Regions from separate parts of the Mus musculus genome. Here region 1 is linked to region 2. Evidence: chromatin contacts called from public Hi-C data. All regions are on one chromosome and are shown on one strand. The core of a region is the stretch at or near the end of the contact, and the rest is flanking DNA. Distances in the headings are between cores, read along the strand shown.

The links. Hi-C and Micro-C count contacts between places; a contact is called where the count stands out from the background.
Region 1: a Hi-C map of CD8 T cells shows a contact between it and region 2, with 3 times the contacts expected there. The contact joins two enhancer-like sites. A contact is called at or near these places in 2 of 484 Hi-C or Micro-C datasets (CD4 T cells and CD8 T cells).

Annotation. Positions count from the first base shown.
Region 1 is chr13:109,820,122-109,825,298 of GRCm38.p6, forward strand. The region is part of intron 7 of Pde4d (phosphodiesterase 4D, cAMP specific); the gene reads left to right. Among named protein-coding and RNA genes, the nearest start is that of Mir1904, 81 kb to the right of the region's middle. Within about 2 kb of position 2,465, at least 402 of the 459 cell types and tissues checked have an H3K27ac peak or open chromatin away from gene starts, as enhancers often do. A contact at or near this core is called in CD8 T cells, where this site is marked.
Region 2 is chr13:108,295,480-108,300,462 of GRCm38.p6, forward strand. No RefSeq gene overlaps it. Among named protein-coding and RNA genes, the nearest start is that of Depdc1b, 18 kb to the right of the region's middle. Within about 2 kb of position 1,967, at least 227 of the 459 cell types and tissues checked have an H3K27ac peak or open chromatin away from gene starts, as enhancers often do. A contact at or near this core is called in CD8 T cells, where this site is marked.

The DNA of each region.
Region 1 (5,177 bases), core at 1,215-3,714, 1.5 Mb after region 2:
AGTGGCACGGAAGAGCTGACTCTTAGTGCCAGGGAGAAAATATCACCTATTCCTTTCCTTCTCCTTTTCCAAACAAACAACAAAGCCTTCATCCAAGCCATTATTCTGTATTGGGTTTCTCTTGTGTGCCACACCTTGTGACAGACCTCAGTAAACATCCTCTCTAACTCTTTAAATAACCCACAACGCAGAAGCCTTCATTTCTACTTAAGAGATCAGAAAACGGTGGCTCACAGAATTAAGAAAGATTCTGAAATGACACAGTAGCAAGTGAGTTCAAGCAAGTCTCCATCTAAGGTCCGCCTGCCCCTAAAGCCAGCATTTTTCAGCCCTGCCACATCTCTCCATTCTGAACCAGAATAAGATACATGTGCCAAGAGCAAAAAGCATCAGGGGGAGATTCATGGAGGTAGCCACAGCCCTCCAAGGAAGAGGCAAAAGTTTTGGGCAAAGCAGTACAAATACAGGTCACCAGTCAAGCAATGACATGAATTAGGGAACAAGTCAATCATAGTATTTAGTCCGTAGCAGTAGGGGCTGGCTAGTACACGAGCAGACACTGGGTCTGAGCTGCCCATGGATTTTCTTTTCTTTTCTTTTCTTTTCTTTTCTTTTCTTTTCTTTTCTTTTCTTTTCTTTTCTTTTCTTTTCTTTTCTTTTCTTTTCTTTTCTTTTTTTTCTCTCTCTCTTTCTTTTTCATGTATTTTAGAATCCAGGAAAACTTACCATTTCTTTCCAGAACTCATCAAATCGATTATTACTTCTGTTTTGTTTTGTTTGTTTGTTTGTTTTTGAGACAGTCACACTGTGTAGGCTAGACTAGCATCTTCCTACCTAACTTCCTGAGTGCTATTATCAGCAACACATCCAGCCCTGCCTCTTATCCTTTTAAGATACGTGGTCTGCATGCATGTGTGTGTCTGTGTGCATGTGTGTGCCTGTGGATGTATGTGGACACCAGACAACAATCTCAGGTGTCCTTCTCAGAAAAACCATCCAATTCCTTTGGGGGCAGTGTCTCCTTTTGGTCTGGAGTTCATCAACAAAGGGAGACTGGCTAGCCGTGGAGCCCCAAGTACCTTCCTGTCTTTATCTCCCCTAAGCTAGGATTGCAAGCACAAACAGATGCTACCACACCTTGAATTTTAACATGGCTTTTGCAGATTTAACTCAGATCCTCTAGCCCACAGTCAGTTTACCAACTGTCTCCCCCACCTTCATCACACACACACAACACACACACACACGAAATACAGAAGGAAAGAAAGAAAACAAGCTTAAAAATAACATTTATTTTATTTTAAAAGATCAGCACTGGAATACCATGACAGTGTGAGCATTAGTTTTTTATCAGTCTTGTGGGGGTAATGACTGTGTGATCTTGAATACACCATACAACCGTCTTTGGGCTTCAGTACCTCATATGAATGCAGAAGGGTTGAGTGAAGTACAGGCTGGCATCCTTCAGTGTCAGGATTCTAAATATTTCTACACAGAACTAATAGCTCTACCTTGAGGTGTTAAACAGAGTTTCTTCTGAACAGTTGCTCCTACTAAGTTGGTTATAGGCAGTTTGGCAATCTTAGAGAAGTGATTGTACCAACATTTGATTCATCTGTATTGATGTCAGACAGGCAATGCCTGCTTAGATTAGGTGTTCACCATCCTGCCATGCTAAGTGTCCTTGGGTCTTTACAGCCTTCCAGTTGAGCTATAGCCAAATCTGAAATCTGAAGGTAGAGTTGAACCCTAATAAACTTGACTGCAAACAGAGGCTGTTTCTTTAGCAGCATAATAGCAGTCCGCAGCTCCCGGGGAGGAAATGAATAACGAACTTGAACTTAGAACCTAGTGCGTCCCTTGAAAGTTGAGCACGTCAGTGAGATTTCTCCAACAGTTACACTGACAGTAAAATGTTCAGTTCACAGTGATACCGTTTTATACTGAGCTATGGTTATTTTCTTCATCCCCACAATCTTATTTCTTAAACAAAATGTTTATGAAAAGGAAGGAAAAGGTGTTCACTGCAGTATGAAGTCAATATGGTTCTGATTCAGAGAGTAAAAACCAAGATCACTTCAAGGACTGAGCCTGCAACACAGTATAAGAAAATAATCTTCTATCAAAAGCTTTAGTGAACCCTAAAGACAGACCAGGAGCAGGGTTGGCTGGCTTCCATCCTGGGATCAGAAGCACGGAACACGGATCTGCAAGCTGAGGGAGGTCTACATTCTACTCAGCAATCTTGTCCCCTTTGGGTCCTTGAAGGAGAGGACACTAGAGGACAGGATCCTAACTGACAAGCCACAGACTAAGGCGGCTGCTTTGCAGAGCACAACTCTGGCTTGCTGGAACGAAGGAGCCTTGCCTTGCTGAAATCCGGTCCGCGTTTTGCTGAGAGCCCAGACGCTGTGAATAAGAGGAGCCTCTGAGGGCTGGTTTCTGATGTCGCACTCGGCACGATAAGAATGCCATTGACGTCAGCAGAGTCATCATCAGGGAGAATGGCACCCCAGCTCTTGAAACCACACCAAGCAATTGCAGTGCTTTTGAAAATTAAAAGCCGGTGCTGGGGAGTGGGGGCGGGGAGGGAAAGGCGCTGAGGGGAAGCAGTGGCTCCAACCGAACTGTCTTTCTTTTGTGCATTTCCTGTATTTTCAAAAAGAAGAAGAAAAGCAGACACACAGTGCTCCCCTGAGCATGCACACACACACACACACACACACACACACACACACACACACACACACACACAGCTGCAGGGGCTCCTTCAACCTAAATGAGAGCATTAAGGAGAGATAAGGAGGGACTAAGGGAGGAAGAGGGAGAGAGAAAGAGGGAGAGAGGGAGGGAGAGAGACAGAGAAAACAGAGAGAGAATATGATTTTAATTTGTTAACATTTCTGAATCCAGATAAAACAAACTTTGCCACCCAGCTGCTGGACAGAAGCCCCGAGCCACAGGGGAAAACATCAGCCAATGAGAACAGAATTGCTGAACCCAAACTGATAGCTTACACTGTGTGTCCACACACAGATTACAAGAGAGGAATTAAACACTTCAAAAGAGCTACTGCAAAGTAAACCTCTCCTCCCCACACTTTCCACCACACACACACACACACACACACACACACACAGACACACACAGACACACACACACAGACACACACACACACACACACACACACAGACACACACACACACACAGACACACACACACACACACAGACACACACACACACAGACACACACACACACACACACACTATTCAGAGCTTTTGAGTGTCTGACTGAAAAAAACTGACAAAAGTTGAAGGTTTGGAAAGGGTCCGCGCTAGGCTGTGTGATGTCAGCTTCCAGAGGCAGTCCTAAGAACATCACCTCACGCTGAATTCAAAGGCCACCTAGTCTGGAAAAGGTCTTGGAGTTAGGCAGACTTTGAAAACATTTTTTTTTTTTTTAAATGGCGAAATGTGACTCTTAGAAATTTCCCATTTAACCTAATCCTTTTTCTTTGCCTCTACCGATTGTAGGCAGGCTCCACCCTCACCTCCCCTAGCACTAAGAGAAGGAGATAGCATGGGTTTGATGATATCAGCAGCCCCGGGCCACATGCTTTATTTTACAGCATTGATTGGCAGCTTCCCAAGTCCATGGGATCTTTTGCTGACCTGCTTTTCAGATCCGTATCTCCCAGTCACACCAGAAAGAATCCCTTCTGAGCCTGGGAAATGTGAGCCTCGGAAACAAAAGGGCATTTGCACTAAAGCAGAATCTGGCAGAAAGCATGGGTTTAATAAATTGCATCATGTGAAAGTTCCCTGTCAGATGCACTGGCAGCAGAGAAACAGGCACACGCATGCGGGAAGGGAGCTCGCTCCTCATCCAAAGACTGAGTTCCTTTTGAAAAGGAAGACGCGATAAACAGCATCTCTCTCCAAAATATACATTATACATGCATAATAGAGAGAGCAGCGTGTGGAACATGTACATCTAGCCTGTCTTTCCTGTGAGAGCAGAAAGAGAGAGAGCTAAGTACCCATAGAGGGATTTGGGCTGTGTGTTATCAAAGGATATCATATATCTAGAACTTGGGTCATTTGGTTTAGTTTTTGTTTTATTTTGGTTTTTCGCTTTGTTTTGTCTTTTTAAAAAATCCTACTAGTACGTACACTTAATAGTGGGATTGTTTTTCTTCTCTCCTTTCCTTTTGCCCTGACTCTTTCCTTCTTTTCCTTCTGCTCTTCCTCCTTTTTCTTTCCTTCCCTCTTCCCCTAAAAATATGAAAAAAAGATAATCCCAAAGCTTTTAGTATGTGACAGAGGCATAGACATGTGGTTCTCAACTGTGGGTCACGACCCCTTTGAGGAGACAAAGGACCCTTTTATAGGGCTGCCTAAGACCGTTGGAAAAAAACATATTTACATTACAATTCATAACAATAACAAGACTATAGTTATGAGGTGGCAACTAACATAATTTGGGGGGGGGAGGGGTCACCACAACATGAGAAACTAAATTAAAGGATCGCAGCATGAAGAAGGTTGAGAACCATTGCTCTTAGACTGAGCCTCAGAAGATCAGAGACCTGGGTCATAAGCATATAAAAGGATGTGCTTGTATATTGTGGCAATGAAGTGAGGGGGGCAGAGCCAGAACTTCTATACAATACTCCTTACCTTCTACAAGGATAGAAGGCACAACGTAAGTGTTAACTACTATGTCCATTCCCTTCAGACCATTTCTCCCTTTAATCTTGACCAAAGCTGCATTGCAAGCTTTCTGACCTGCCTTCCTGGGTTGATCCTGATATCTGTGCCTGTCACCCTAGCATTCTGCCCTCCTGCTCCTGTCTATGACACTCAGCTATCCCTCAATGAAACAGTCTCCTCTAGAAGAAAGCAGTGGCATTCTTTCTCTGGTCTTTTTGACTTTGCCACCTTCCTGGCTCAGGCACCACCCGGACCATACTTACAGGGTCGCATTCTGGTACCAGGGTGAGCTGCCCTTTGCCTCAGGCAGTGGAGCAGGAAGCTTGGAGCCCCCCAGAGTCTGGATGTGTTTAGGATCAGGCTCAAATGCTTGGAACACTAATTTGCAACAGGAAATGCTGGTGGGCTGGTTGAGGGACAGGAATTAGCAAATCGTCTTGGCAGTCAACTGTAGGAGGAAGCC
Region 2 (4,983 bases), core at 717-3,216:
TGCCAGACCTTCCTAAGAAACAAAAAATAACACAATAACCTGAAGTAACCAGGCATTAACCAAGGGCTTTGTTTTCTGTTGTTAAATCACTCTACACCTGCCTTAGAATGAAGGCACTTGGAAATGTGTTGGATTTTTATTCTTTTTAAAAATTTATTTATTTTTCAGCCCCTTCCTGACTACCAGACTAGTCCCCTCTGCTCTATTATTGAAACATTTTATTTCATAGCTCAAGAATTGTATATGCTTTTACCTGATTGCATGTTTGTTTGTGTTTACTTATTGTCTTAGTTAGGGTTTGACTGCTGTGAACAGACACCATGACCAAGGCAACTCTCATAAGAACAACATTTAATTGGGGCTATCTTACAGGTTCAGAGGTTCAATCCATTATCATTAAGGAGGGAACATGGCAGCATCCAGGCAGGCATGGTGCAGGAGGAGCTGAGAGTTCTACAGCTTCATCTGAAGGCCACTAGGAGAAGACTGGCTCTCACGTGGTTAGTAGGAGGGTCTCATTGACCATCCTCATAGTAACCTACTTTCTTCAACAAGGCCACACCTCCTAATACAGCGCGCTCTGTGCTAAGCATATTCAAACTAACACACTTATTTTTCTGGTTATGTTGAGATAAAGTCTTGTTATGTTGACCAGGTTGGTCTTGAACTCTTGGGCTCAAGTCATTCTCCTGTCTCTCTGGAGTAGTGTGTACAGCTTTGTATGTACTTTTATTGTTGTTGTTGTCATCGAAACAATGTTTCATGCAACCTATACTGTCATCGAAACAATGTTTCATGCAACCTATACTGGCCTCAAATTCACTACATACAGGAGAGAATGAACTTGAGAGACTGTGGGGGCATGCCTAAGCACACTGGCTATTTATTCATTTAGACAGAGCCTCACTATGTTGTCCTGGGTAGCTCCAAATTGTAAACCTCCCTGTCTCAGTCTCGCACGTGCTGGGACTATTGATCACGTATACCTGGCTCTATATCTGCTTAAAATAACTTTTTATTGATTCTGCATAATTTCACATCATGCACCCCAATTCCACTCATCTTCCTGCCCCTTCGCATCTGCCTTCCACCACTTCAGCTTCCCTCAAAAGAAAACAAAAAATAAAAATAAAAACCATCTCGCCATGGAAGCTACAGTGTGTCCCACAGTGTACCCTTTCGTCCACACATTTTTACTTGCAAAGGTTCACTGCAGTGAGTCATTGGTCTGGTTCAAGGCCTCTGGCTTGTGCTATCCTCTCAATATTGGATCTTCATGGGGACTCCTCTAGGATATCCTGTTGTTATCCTGTGTCATGGTGATCCTAAAGCTTTGGTTCTATTGAATCAGCCTTTTGAGCATGCTCCAACAGTTCATAGATGAAGAAGATGTTGGGGTGGGACAACTCAGAGCCTTGGATCTGGGCCTGGGTAGAAGTTGCCAGCCAGCAATCCTGGGCCTGGGTTCCAGGGGCCAGCGCTCGATCCTGCTTTGCCCAGATGAGGAGTGGGGCCAGCTCCTGAATCCCACATTCAATCCTGCCTTTAATCCCACATTTCAGGAGGCAGAAGCAAGTGGATCTCTGAGTTCGAGGCTAGCCTGGTCTACAGAGCAAGTTCCAGGACCGGCTGGGCTACCCAGAGAAACTGTCTTGAAAAAAAACAAAAACAAAAACAAAAACAAAAAAAACAACCAAACAACCAATAAAGAAACAAACAAAAACGGTTTTAAGCAATACTCAGCATTATCTTCCTTAAAAAACAAAAAACTGTCTTTCAGCTAGCTATCAAGGCTAAAATTCCCCATCCCTCCCTCACCAGCGCTTGCACCATCTCCCCGAAGCTCTCGATCTTTCCCCACTTAGAGCTGCTCCTTATTTCAGACTCTTTCCAGGGCTGTATCTTACAGGGCAAAAGGACTTCCGGACGAGGGAGAGTGATACCAAGCCTGTGCAGAGAAGTTGTCCTCCTCTCTCCCATCCCTCCTCCCCTCCAAAGAGTCAAATGCTTCTCCGCATTTCCTCTCCCTCCCCCATGCATCTCCGCTCCACTTAGGAAGCTTTTGATGTTTGCAGACTCCGGTATGTTTGTGTTCCCAAACTCACAGGGTCAAACTCAACCTCATCGTGGCATTTCCCTAGAAGGCATAAAAAGGGGGGATGCGGAGGGGGGCGGGTTAGGATAGAGCGCTTAGGTTAGAGTTTAGTTAGACTCCTTAATGCTTGTAGAAATCTTTAGGAAGCCACAGAAAGGGTGTGTGCTTGTTCAGTGGCAGGAAGTGACAGTGATGTTTCACAGGCCCCGCCCTAGAATGTATTTGCCAGCATCCTGTGCTGCCAGCAGAGCCTTCTGTCTGGAGAGCTAGCATTCCTCCTTGCTCCAGCCAGTATGCTCCATTAGCCAATTTAATGGTAAAACACAAACTTAATTATGCATCTCTGTGTAAGCCCTGTAATGGCTTTCGGCTTTGCTGGGGTAGGAGTGGGGGAGGGCTGCCCTCAAGACCCCACAGAGACAGCATCTGCCCAGCTTCACAGTCATGGTTATTGTCCGGTTTGATCTCTGGATTCTCAGCTGTTGTAAGTTTCTCTCTGTGCCTCTGTATGGCCCTGGTCACCAGACTACCTCTCCATATCACCCTCTCAGGCTGCCCCACCCCCCACCCCCAGTGCCACAAACCCCATCCCTTGGCCTGAGAAATCCCTACCAATATTTTAGATTATTTTATCTCAGTTCAAATTCTTAAGGATGCTATGTCCCTACTACTTAGAACCAATTCCTGATATGTTCCCAGAAAGTCAAAGAGCCTACTTTTCAGAGCTTCTACGCCATATTGATTTAAATATATATAATCACCCAACTCACGTTTATCTCCCCCATCAAGATAAGCAGTCTAAAGAGAAAGTCTGTGTGTCCTGCTGAACATCCGACCCACCCACCCCCTCGTGCACGGGCTCTGTGGCTAGCCCCAGGCACATGTGAGTGTGCTGGTGACATTCAGTGGCAAGGGCACAGAACAATCCTCTGAGGTGTGTTAAGCTCTGTAGGCTCCCCACCCTGACCACTGGAAGGGGGGGGGGCTGTTTCTTGCCTATTTCATAATTTTTGAGACCTTTTTTTTTTTTTTTTTACTTTTAAGTTAAGAAGAGATCTTGTTGGGTTTGGTCATCTAGGCCCCCTAATTCCATCACTGAAGTTTAAGAACAGCTTCAGTTAACCTCACACCAAATATGGATGTTTAGGCTGGGCCAGGTAGCACAAACTCACTCCTACAATTCCTAGCATTCAGGAGGCTAATACAGGAGGTTGTGAATTTGGGGCAGCCTGAGTTACAGAAAAAAAAACCAAAAAAAACCAAAAAAACAAACATTGCTTAGCGAAATAAACCCAAACCATGGATCTTGAATGCATAGTGCTCAAGTGCTCTACCACTGAGCTAGATAGCCCTGGAACTGTTTGTTATTTATTTATGTGTGTGTGTATAAAATGCATGTGATGCATGTGTGTGTCTGCAGTGGGTGTGTATGTATGTGATGTATATTGTGTAAAATGTGTGTGTGTATATATAAAATGTGTGTATATCTGTGTGATTTCTGTGTATGTGTGTGTATATAGGTGTGTGTGATGAGTATTATATGTATATGTCTGTGTCATGCATGTGCATATGTGATGTGTATGTAAAATGTGTGTGTACAATATGTGTATGTGATTGTGAGGTGGGTGTGTATGTGTGTGGAACAATGTGCGCGTGATGTGGATGTGGTGGGTGTATATGTATGTGGTATGTGTGAGAGGCAACGTGTATGTGGTGGATATATATATCTGTGTGTGTGATGTGTGTGTGGTGTGTGATATGTATGTGATGTGTGTGTGTGTGTTGTAGTAGCATTGTGTGTATCATAGTAGCATACCTTTGCCATAGTGCACCAAACCATATCCCCAGTTGGTTTTTATTTTTTATTTAGATACAGGGTTGCCACAGTTTTCCCAGCCAGCTTTGAACTCAAGACCTCCCTGCATTAGCTGGGGTTACAGACCTAAATCAACTTTAAACAGTAGCTTCAAGTGTAAAAGAAGATAGAAGACTAGCAGTGACCCCTTATGCACCTGCCATCTAGCTCCAAGGGGAATAATTCACACACAGTCGTCTCTTTCTGTCCCTGCCTATGTTCCTTCTTCTACCCTGCCTTAAAGTGTGCCTTGGACATTGTATCATTGTATCATACATGTTCTCAAAATACAGTTTTTAAAGCCATGCTGCCCAGCATGTGGTCCTTGGACCTTCATCACCACAATCAACCTGGAAACTTGTGGGAAACAGTTTCAGGCCCAAAGAAGTCGTTCTGAATTAGAAATTCTGGGAGCAGGGCCCAGTAACCTGTTCTAACAAGTCCTCTAGGGTTTCTGACATAATCCAAAGCCCCAGAGCAACCTTGCCAAAAGATAACTGCAATTACCTGCCGCAAAACTGGCTCGTTCTTCCTTCCTTCCTTTCTCTTTCTTTCCTTCTCTTCCTTCCTTCCTTCCTTCCTTTCTTTCTTTCTTTCTTTCTTTCTTTCTTTATCTTTCTCTCCTTTTTTTCCTTTTCTTTTCTTTTCTTTTCTCTTCTTTTTTTTTTTTTTTTTGAGACAGGATATCAGGCAGGGCTCAAACCTATGAACTTCCTGCTTCAGCCTTCTAAAGGCCAGGATTGCAGATGGGTGACTCCCCACTGCTGGCTGTGAATTGCTTCCCACTTCTTTAAAGAGTCCCCCACTCCCCACTCCCTCCTTCTTCCTTGAAAATATAAGCACTGGGCCACTTTTAAACCTTTCATATTCCAAATTCTTCAGGGTATAACATCCCACAGCTTATAGCAAGTAACACGGCCAGCTTGGGGTACAGATGTGTTTTCTGGGTGTTTTGTTTGTTTGTTTGGTTTTTCAGGCAGAATTGGTAGATGCAATCCCAGTTTCTCATTCTGTAGAAGCTCCCTGTGAGACT